2 separate regions of the Sus scrofa genome follow, and region 1 is linked to region 2. A link is a contact called in public promoter capture Hi-C data. All regions are on one chromosome and are shown on one strand. Each heading gives the region's core, a stretch centred on a gene start, on an enhancer-like site or on the middle of the called end of the contact. The rest is flanking DNA. Distances are from core to core; before and after follow the strand shown. Region 1 holds the start of TOLLIP (toll interacting protein). Region 2 holds the start of RPLP2 (ribosomal protein lateral stalk subunit P2).

What was found. Promoter capture Hi-C pulls out the DNA fragments that hold promoters and counts their contacts.
Region 1: a promoter capture Hi-C map of liver shows a contact between it and region 2, with 4 times the contacts expected there. The contact joins the promoter of TOLLIP here to the promoter of RPLP2 in region 2. A contact is called at or near these places in 2 of 5 promoter capture datasets (fetal liver and liver), 1 of 47 Hi-C or Micro-C datasets (embryonic fibroblasts) and 1 of 2 datasets of contacts at active chromatin or transcription factors (alveolar macrophages).

What each region holds. Positions count from the first base shown.
Region 1 is chr2:861,521-865,869 of Sscrofa11.1, forward strand. TOLLIP (toll interacting protein) reads right to left here and starts at 2,817. Exons shown (of 7, transcript NM_001315800.1): 1 at 2,785-2,817. The coding sequence starts at 2,817.
Region 2 is chr2:505,654-509,884 of Sscrofa11.1, forward strand. It overlaps RPLP2 (ribosomal protein lateral stalk subunit P2), which reads left to right and starts at 2,238. Exons shown (of 5, transcript NM_001244866.1): 1 at 2,238-2,298; 2 at 2,492-2,615; 3 at 3,270-3,318; 4 at 3,844-3,942; 5 at 4,052-4,165. The coding sequence starts at 2,493. The coding sequence ends at 4,128. It overlaps PIDD1 (p53-induced death domain-containing protein 1), which reads right to left and starts at 87. Exons shown (of 15, transcript XM_021082570.1): 1 at 1-87.

The sequences.
Region 1 (4,349 bases), core at 1,567-4,066, 360 kb after region 2:
CGTGCGGGAACACGGCCCCGAGGCTGCGGGCCAGCGGGCAGGGCTCGGCCAGCAAGAAGGGCGCGGGTGCCAGGCTTGCGGCGTGGGAAGACCCCGCCAGTGACAAAGAGGAAGCCAAGCGCGGGCCTGTGCTCTGTGGCACTGGTGGCGACCTGACAGCGTCATTGTCACACGCGGTCCCAGAGCGAGTGACAAACTCCACACGTCACCCTCTGCCATCCCAGTGATGGCACAGACTCAGCAACAATTATCCGCACATCACGGGCCACGGGGCTCAGCCCGGCGCCTCACGTGGCAGACGTGACAGAGGAGGAGCCCGCGGATCAACCGGCCTCTCCCAGCGCGGGACCGGCCGGCCTGACTCAGTGGGACCCACCACGCGTCTCAGCGTCAGAGCGGCCCTGGCCCCCTCCCCTGGGGCACAGGCAGCAGGGGGTCTGAAGCGCAGTCTGCAGACCCCCCCCCCCACCGAAGGCAGTGGCCCCTCTCGGGTACTCCCGGCCGACAGGCTGCGGAGCAGACAGAATGGCCAGCAGGGCTCGCAGCGGCCCAGGGGCCCAGGGTTGGGCCCCTGCAGTGGCCTTTCGGGGAAACACCCCCCGAAGACATGACCTCCATCCCCGTCTCCTGGAATTGCAGCACGTTCCCAGCCCTCCAGCTCCCCAGTTCCAGGGCAAGCGGGAGCTCCCCAGACCCGCTGGACCCGTCCACACGCCCAGGGACTCTGCCCGTCCCTCCCTCCCCACGAGTGCTCCCGCAGACACGAGTCCAGGCCCTGGGGGCCCCAGCAGGGTGGCCCTGGGCCGTGGCCGAACCCCGCCGCCCTCTGGCAGAGGGTGGCGTTCTGGAGGGCTGCCCAGCCGGGGCTCAGGATGGGCACCGTCCGCCCAACGCCCCCTTCGCCAGCGCCAGCTGGATTCCCAGCTCTGCCCGCAAGCCACACAGGCAGCAGCGGGGAGGGCCCAGTCACCGTCCAGCCGTGCTCCTGGCAAAGGAAGAGGCCTCCGCCAGCCTCCAGCGACCGCAGAAGGAAGAAGCCTACCACGTTAGTAACTGCCGGAAGGTCTTTAACCCAGAGCGGCCGGCCGGACAGACGAGGGGGCGCGTGCCAGCAAAAACGTTTCAGAAAACCAGCAGAAGTACACTGTAGCAACCAGATCAGCCCCAAGGCTGCCGCACCTGCCAGCCTGCTCGGGCACAGGCGCCACCCCTGCGGACCCTTCCGGGCCTTGCAGAAGCCCTCACCCCCACCCCCGTCTAGCTCTGACGCTCCTCCTCCGGTCACCCCACAGCCCCTGCTCCTTTCTCAAGTTTGAGGTCGCAGGTCACTTCCTCCAAGACCCTCGCCCAGGGAGGCCCCTGTTCACCTCCAGGCCTCGCCGTGTGGCTCCTGTGAGACGCCGGTGGTGGGCATCACTGCCCCGTGTGCTGGGAGAGGCCCAGGGACTCCAGGGCACTCAGGACCCGGGAGCCCTGGCAGCTCGGGGACCTGGCCTCACCGCGTGAGCGCAGGCCGCGGAGGGCACGACACACGGACAGAAAGACCGCGAGCGCACTGCGAGAGACCAGCCAGGAAGCACCACGCTGGCTGGTCAGACGGCTCAGGAGCGCAGGCCCACATCCCAGCACCCGCAGCTCCGTCCTCACCCACCACGGGGCCTGCCACCAGCCCCTCGCCTCCATGTGAGGTTCCAGAGGCACCACGTTCACAGGAAGCTGAGGACAGGCGACAGGCCAGGAAGGGGGCCGGGCGGCCTGACCATTATGTGTTATGTCACTGCTCCCGGGGGGGAGGGGGGACCGCTAATTTTGTCCCTTTGCTTCTCTGGTGAGCCACTTGCCTAGAAATGAGAAACCGTGGACACGCAACCTGCTGTAGCTCCCTGTGTGCGGTGAGGACGGGGACGTGGAAACATCGGAAATCAAGCTCCAGAAGCCTCTCTACTGACCCTGGGGCGTTTCCACACCCGAGTCTGCTAGGAAGTGCCGTCAGGCTCCCGCCAACCACTGGGAAAGAGCAGCTGTGCCCAGGGGCTTCTGGCAAAACCTTCCCGCTCCTGGGCAAACTCAGGAGAGCCTTCTGGGGAACTCGTTCCTGTCCCGCCAGGAGCAGCACAGACAAGACCTGCCAAGCCCGGTTCAAGGGTGAGGAGCTGGGCGGCCGTGGACGCAGCCTCCGCCGTGGCCTTGCCAGGCGAAGGCACCAGCGTCAGGTCGGAGAGACGGAGGCGCCGGCCCGCTGCACGCGTGAAGCCGCTGTGATAAAAACCTCAGGACCCACGAGCACCACCCGGTCTCAACACCGCCAGGACCCGCTCCCCCGCAGTGGCAGTCAGCTGCGCCAGGACACAGAAGAGAAGGAGGGCGGCCCGGGAGCAGAGGGCACTCCCAGCTCCCAACCCCTCGGGTGTCACTGGAGAAAACGAGGGCTTGAGAAGCGGGGACACGGCCGGGCCTGGGAGTCTCGGCCTCCAGGGTGCTCGTCCACAGAGAGACACTCCGGGCACGGGATGCCTCCTCCGTCCGGGGAACCCACCGGATTCGGGGCCAGCTCCCTTCTGCGGACCCTCCGGGTGCCAGGCCTCCTCCCTCGGGGACCCACTGGGCGCCGGGACTCGCCAGATGCGGGGCCTCCCCCACCGGGAACCCGCCGGGTGCCAGGCCTCCCCGCTCAGGGACCCGCCAAGTGCGGGGACCCCCCCCCCCACCGCTCGCCCCGAGCCCGGCGTCGGGCCCTCGCCTGTGCCCGGAGGCCGCGGAGCCCGCCTCCCAGCCGAAGCCTACCGGGCCGCGCTGCGTGCTGACGGTGGTCGCCATGGTGTGGCCGGCCCCGCGCCTCGCCTCCCGAGAGCTGACGCGCGGGCGACCCTCCGCGCAGAGCCGCGATCCGACGGTGGTCCCGCGACGCCGCCGCCGCCGCCACAGTCAGCTGACGGCCGGCCCCGCCCCCGCACTGCCCACTGCGCAGGCGCGGGCCGCCCCGCCCCTTCCGGCGCCGCGCTCCCGCGCGCGCGCTCTCCCGCCGGGCGCCTGCGCAGTCGCTCCCCCCGCGCCGCAGCCCCGCGAAATGGCTCCCGAGCCGGCCGTGTGCGCATGCTCGCGGGCCGCCGCGCGCCGGGCGGGGTGGAGCCGCGGGCGGGGCGCGGACGGCGGGCGCGGCGCAGAGAGGCTCGGGTCCGTCGGCGGCGCCGCGCGTGGTGGACGCGCCTCCCGCCACCGCCTGTTGCCCGTGCCGCAGCGGGACCTACCAGGAGGCTTCGGGAGGAGGGCTGTCCGTGCGGTCCCCACGGGGCTTTGCTGTTGTCCCTCCGAGAAGGACGTGGAGGGGTCGGCTTCGGCCAGGCCTGCTGCTCTGCGGTGGACATAAGCATTTTCTCAGGCACCGACGTCACACAGGGCCACGGACCACTCCCGTCACGTGTGGACACGGAAGAAACATGCGCACTCTCAGCCAGCCTCCCCACCGGAGCTGGTTCACGGCCGCCACGTCCCACTTAGAGCTTTAACCTCCCTGCAGTCGGCTCTCCTAGATAGGAGTTTTTAAGAAGCTTCTAAACAGCATCCAATCCACAGCACAGCCCTGCAGAATCACCTAGGAAAGGCCAAACCCTACGAGGTGTCCTTTCTGATGCCCTCCTAGTTCCCCGTGCATCCCCACGGAGTGCTCGGCTGCAACAAACCCATCTTGTCGAATTACATGTGTGTTCCCGCCTGTCTGACTGGAGAGCCCTGACACCTCCAGGCTAGAAGTGTCCTTTTCCTTCGTGCATACTTTCCAGGGCCTTCAGGAGTAGCCAGCCCCCTGCGTAATCTGTAATCTCTCCCCCCATTTACTGTAACAACTAAGCATCTCCCTCCTGGACCACCTATCTCTTTGCCCACCACGCACCACATATCCACACCGCCACCACTGCTGATAACTGGAGGGACTGGGGTGCCCTGCATGGCACAGAATCCCAGGGCTGGGTTTCCCCACACGCATCAAGTGTATGGGCAGCCCAATTCTGCAATCCCATGTCGAGTCTGTTTTCTGGGGCCCTTGCCTCTGATGGCAATTGCTCTCTCCGTCAGGGGCCCAACAAGGAGCAGAGGGCAGGCGCAGAAAGATCGTTGGAGGGCTTTTCGTGAGTGAAGGGCAGACTTAAGTGAATAAGCAAGCCTTGGTGATGCACGGAGGGGCTCTTAGCCTCAGGAAGCTGACACCCCTCCTGATCTTGACAGGGCAGCGGGAGGGAGCGGGAATCAGAGAAAGAGATTTCCTTGGCAGAGGAACGAGGCCACTGCCAAACCACAGGCCTGTCTGTGTCGAGAGGGGCCTGGGGGAACAGGCCCTCTGACGCGCTCTCTTC
Region 2 (4,231 bases), core at 988-3,487:
CTGCCTGTGCTGCTCCAAATGACACTGTGCCTCTGCTTTCCTCCCCCACTGCCCAGCCACCACCATCACTCCCATTGGGATGGCAGTTCCCCCACCAGGCCTCCACTCTCCCCAGCTCCCATGCCCCATTGTTTTGCCATAGCTGCCAGAAGAACTTTTTTTTTTTAAATCCAATCACAGGAGTTCCCCTCATGGCTCAGTGGTAATGAACGCGACTAGTAGCCCTGAGGACTCAGGTGCAATCCCTGGCCTCGCTCAGTGGGTTAAAGATCCTGTGTTGCTGTGAGCTCTGGTGTAGGTCTGCAGCTGTAGCTCCGATTCAACCCCTGGTCTCGGAACTTCCATATGTCACAGATTCTGCTCTTAAAAAAAAAATCACAGCCTTAAAAAGGAACGAAATCCTGACACCTGTTACAATGTGGACAAACCTTGAGGGCCTTATGCTAAATAGAATAAACGATACACAAAAGGACAAATACTGTGTGATTCCACTTACATGAAGTCCCTAGGGCAGTCAAATATGTAGAGACCAAAAGTAAAAGGGTGGGTGCCAGGGGCTGGGGAAGGGGAATGAGGAATTATTGTTTAATGGCTATGAAGTTCAGTTTGACAGGAGAAAAAAGTTCTGGAAATGGATGGTGGTGATAACTGCAAAATAATGTGAATGTACCTGGTGCTACCAAATTGTATGATTAAAATACTAAGTTTTGGAGTTCCCGTCGTGGCTCAGTGGAATCGAATCCAACTAGGAACCATGAGGTTGTGGGTTCGATCCCTGGCCTCGCTCATTGGGTTAAGGATGCGGCGTTGCTGTGAACTGCGGTGTAGGTTGCAGACGTGGCTCGATCTGGCATTGCTGCGGCTGTGACATGGGCCAGCAGATGTAGCTCCGGTTCGAACCCTAGCCTGGGAACCTCCATATGCCCCCGAGGTACGGCCCTAAAAAAGCCAAAAAAAACACACACTAATTGTTATGTATTATTTTTCCAAGAAAAAATAAGTAAAAACAATCACGCCACACCACTTCCCTGTGGGATTGCAATATGGTTTCCCCGCTAGATCGTAGCTGGATGACCTTGAGCAAGAAAACCTTTCTGGGAGTGATCTCCTGTCTATATAATGCGGGTACTGTGTGACTCGCAGTAACAACCCGGGTGTGATGCGTTACACTCGAGGGTTCTCCTTGTCAGAGCCTACTCGGACTGGCTGCTGCCTCTGAACCCATCTCCGACCCCTTTAGGGCGTTTGCATCGGACACCTCCCCCCCCCCCCCGCGCGCGCTGTGGCCTGATGCTCGCCCCAGATCTTCGCAGCGTCGACTCTTCTCGTCCTTCAGCCCCCTGTTACCGCCTCTTCCTCAAGTTCTATCTCAGCCTAGGACTGCCTCCTTTACTTAGCGTGTCCGCGAAATTAGAATCTAAATTCCGCGGAAACAAGGCCGCGCCTGCTCCCTCTCAGGACTGACGCCAGCCTGCAGCAAGGTCCCTGACACGGAGGAATGATTGAGTGAAATGTGCTAAGTCCGCGTCGAGGAACTGAGCTCAGTTCCAAGACAACAAGGCTAGGTCAGGGGAGGGGCACGAGGGCGGGGGCACTCCTGGCTCCGCTCCTCCGGGAGGCGGTGGCAGGGCCTCCTAGCTTCGCCTGCGGCCCCCGCCATAACACTGGAGGGAGCAGCGGTTTGGTCCCATCACGGGGCCCTGCCGGACAGCGAGTTCCAGTCTCTGGGGCCGGGAGCCACCGGAAAGCTGGAAGCGGGGCAGGCCAGACGAGCAGCGCAACGCCCGCGCCACGTGCGACCCGCGCAGGCAGCGTCCCACCAGCCCTTCCGGTAGCCGTGCACCACGGGACTAGTAGTTCTCTGGCCACGTCGGCTACCCCCCCCCCCCGAGAGTCCCGGCGTGGAGGCCGCGCTGCATGTTGGGAGATGTAGGCGGCGCGTGGCATTCTGGGAACCCTGAAGGGAGAAATACTGCACTTCGAGCTTGCGCCCTGATTCTCCTCGCTACCTCCAGGGATTTGGGAGACTCCCTCCCCATCATACACATGAGGGCGGCCCGGGAACTGCCCTTGGCCTCTGTGGCGGCGACCGCGGGACAGGATAGGATAATGGCGCCTCCTGCGTCCTCATTGGTTGAGCTCCGAGTGACGTCATTCGAAGGCGCCCTCAAAGGATGAGGCGTGCAGTTCCCGGGGGCTTCTGGGTAGTGGATTACCCCCGCCCCCCGCGCCGGCGTCTTCCTTTCTGTCCCTGACGCCGCCGAGGTCGCACGCGCGAGGCCTTTCTGCCGCCGCCGAGTGAGTTGGGGCGAGCGGACCGGGTGGGGGTCGCGGGCCGGGTTGGGGCTGAGAGCGCCGAGGAGGTCAGGCGGGGCGCGGCGCAATGCTTGGACCGGCCCTCGGCGAGGTCTCCGGCCCGAGTCAGCGTGGCCGCGCGCGGGCCAGGGGCGGGAGGCCTCCGGCTAACGCCGCCACCCTCCTCGCGCTTCAGGATGCGTTACGTCGCTTCCTACCTGCTGGCCGCCCTCGGGGGCAATACTTCTCCTAGCGCCAAGGACATCAAGAAGATCCTGGACAGCGTGGGCATCGAGGCGGACGACGATCGGCTCAACAAGGTAGCGGCCACGCTGGGGCCCGAAGCTCCCAGCCGCCTGTGTGTTCAAACAACCGGGCTTCCTGCTACCCGACTCGCTCTTCTTGGGAAAGTGTAGTTTGACGTGCCCGCGGTTTTTAGGAGGCCTCTGCCAGCCCGTGTGGTTTTGGGGTCCTTTGGGCGAATTTTTACGGCCCGAGAGAAGCAAGGGTTCGGTGAAGTAGCGTCTCGGGTAGCACGGTTCAGTGGGGGTCCGAGGCCAGATGACTGAAGCTCCTGTCCGGCTTTTTTGTTTTGCTTTGTTTTCTAAGTGAAAGTGGCTAAGTCTTTCTTAAGTTTTCTTTGGTTTCACCCAGTTCTTGACACGTAGGGAGCACTAGTTTCGCTGTGTCGTTTCTTTTAGCAGTTGAAGTTACCTTTCTTGCTGTGTGTCGAGAGGACATCTGTATTGGCAAAGGAAGGGACAGACTCGGTCTTTGTAGCTGTGCAGGAGATTCTCTGAATCTCACAGAGCGGGGGCTAGGTCTCTGTGGTCACGGGTCCTGCACGGCAGTAAGCTTGAGGCCGCCAGCGCAGGCTCCCATGTGCAGCATGTGTGTTGCCTGTCGAGCGGGTAGGTGGTGCTGGCGGGGGTGCGACTGTGGGCTCCTGGTAACCTTGGTGTCATCTCCTCTAGGTCATCAGTGAGTTGAACGGGAAGAACATCGAGGACGTCATTGCCCAGGGTGAGGCTGCATCCAGGCTTCGGTTTTCACGGTCCATCCTAATCCCTGCTGGCCAGCCTGGTGCCTGCCAGGTTTCGCTTGTGGACCAGAGCACCCTAGAAGCCTTAACCCAGAGGAGTGAGCAGGGTTTGGTGGCTCATGCCTGGGCGCTTCTAGACACCCTGCAGAGGGGGGCTCGTTCTCACTGGGCCCCTGTAAACAAGCTTCCCCATTCTCCCTGGGTGGGAGGCGTTGGGAGATGGGGGGTGCCGGGGGTGATCACAGGCCCCTGCCTTCTTCCAGGCATGTGGTTTATAGGGACATCAGGCTGGAGCTGGTGGGGAGCTGTTCCTGTTCTGGATACCTGACAGGGCGAAGCCAGCTCAGCAGATGGCCTTGTCCCTGAGCTCAGTGCTGGGGGTGAGCATCTGGACCCTGGAGCAGTGGACCATCTGCCTGGTCATAAAGGTGTCGTCCACCTTAGCTCCAGGGTGGGCACTGTGGACCTGCTGCCCCGCTCTCACTTGCCCTTTCTGGTTTCCGTAGGCATTGGCAAGCTGGCCAGCGTACCTTCTGGCGGGGCTGTGGCTGTCGCCGCTGCCCCAGGGTCTGCAGCTCCTGCTGCAGGTTCTGCCCCAGCTGCAGGTAAGTGGAGGCTCAGGCAGCTGAGGCTGCACGTGAGCCAGGGTCTCTGGTGGGGGTGTGGCCTGCACCACAGGGAGGGCCTCACTCCCTGGGCTCTTCGTCCCCACAGCAGAGGAGAAGAAAGAAGAGAAGAAGGAGGAGTCGGAGGAGTCAGACGACGACATGGGCTTCGGCTTGTTTGACTAGAGTCCTGCTCCCTGCAAATAAAAACCCTTTGTACGTACTTGTTGAGCTGTTCGTGAGCACTTGGTTCGGTGTGGCCTCTGTGTGCTGGTCACCGGTGGAGTGG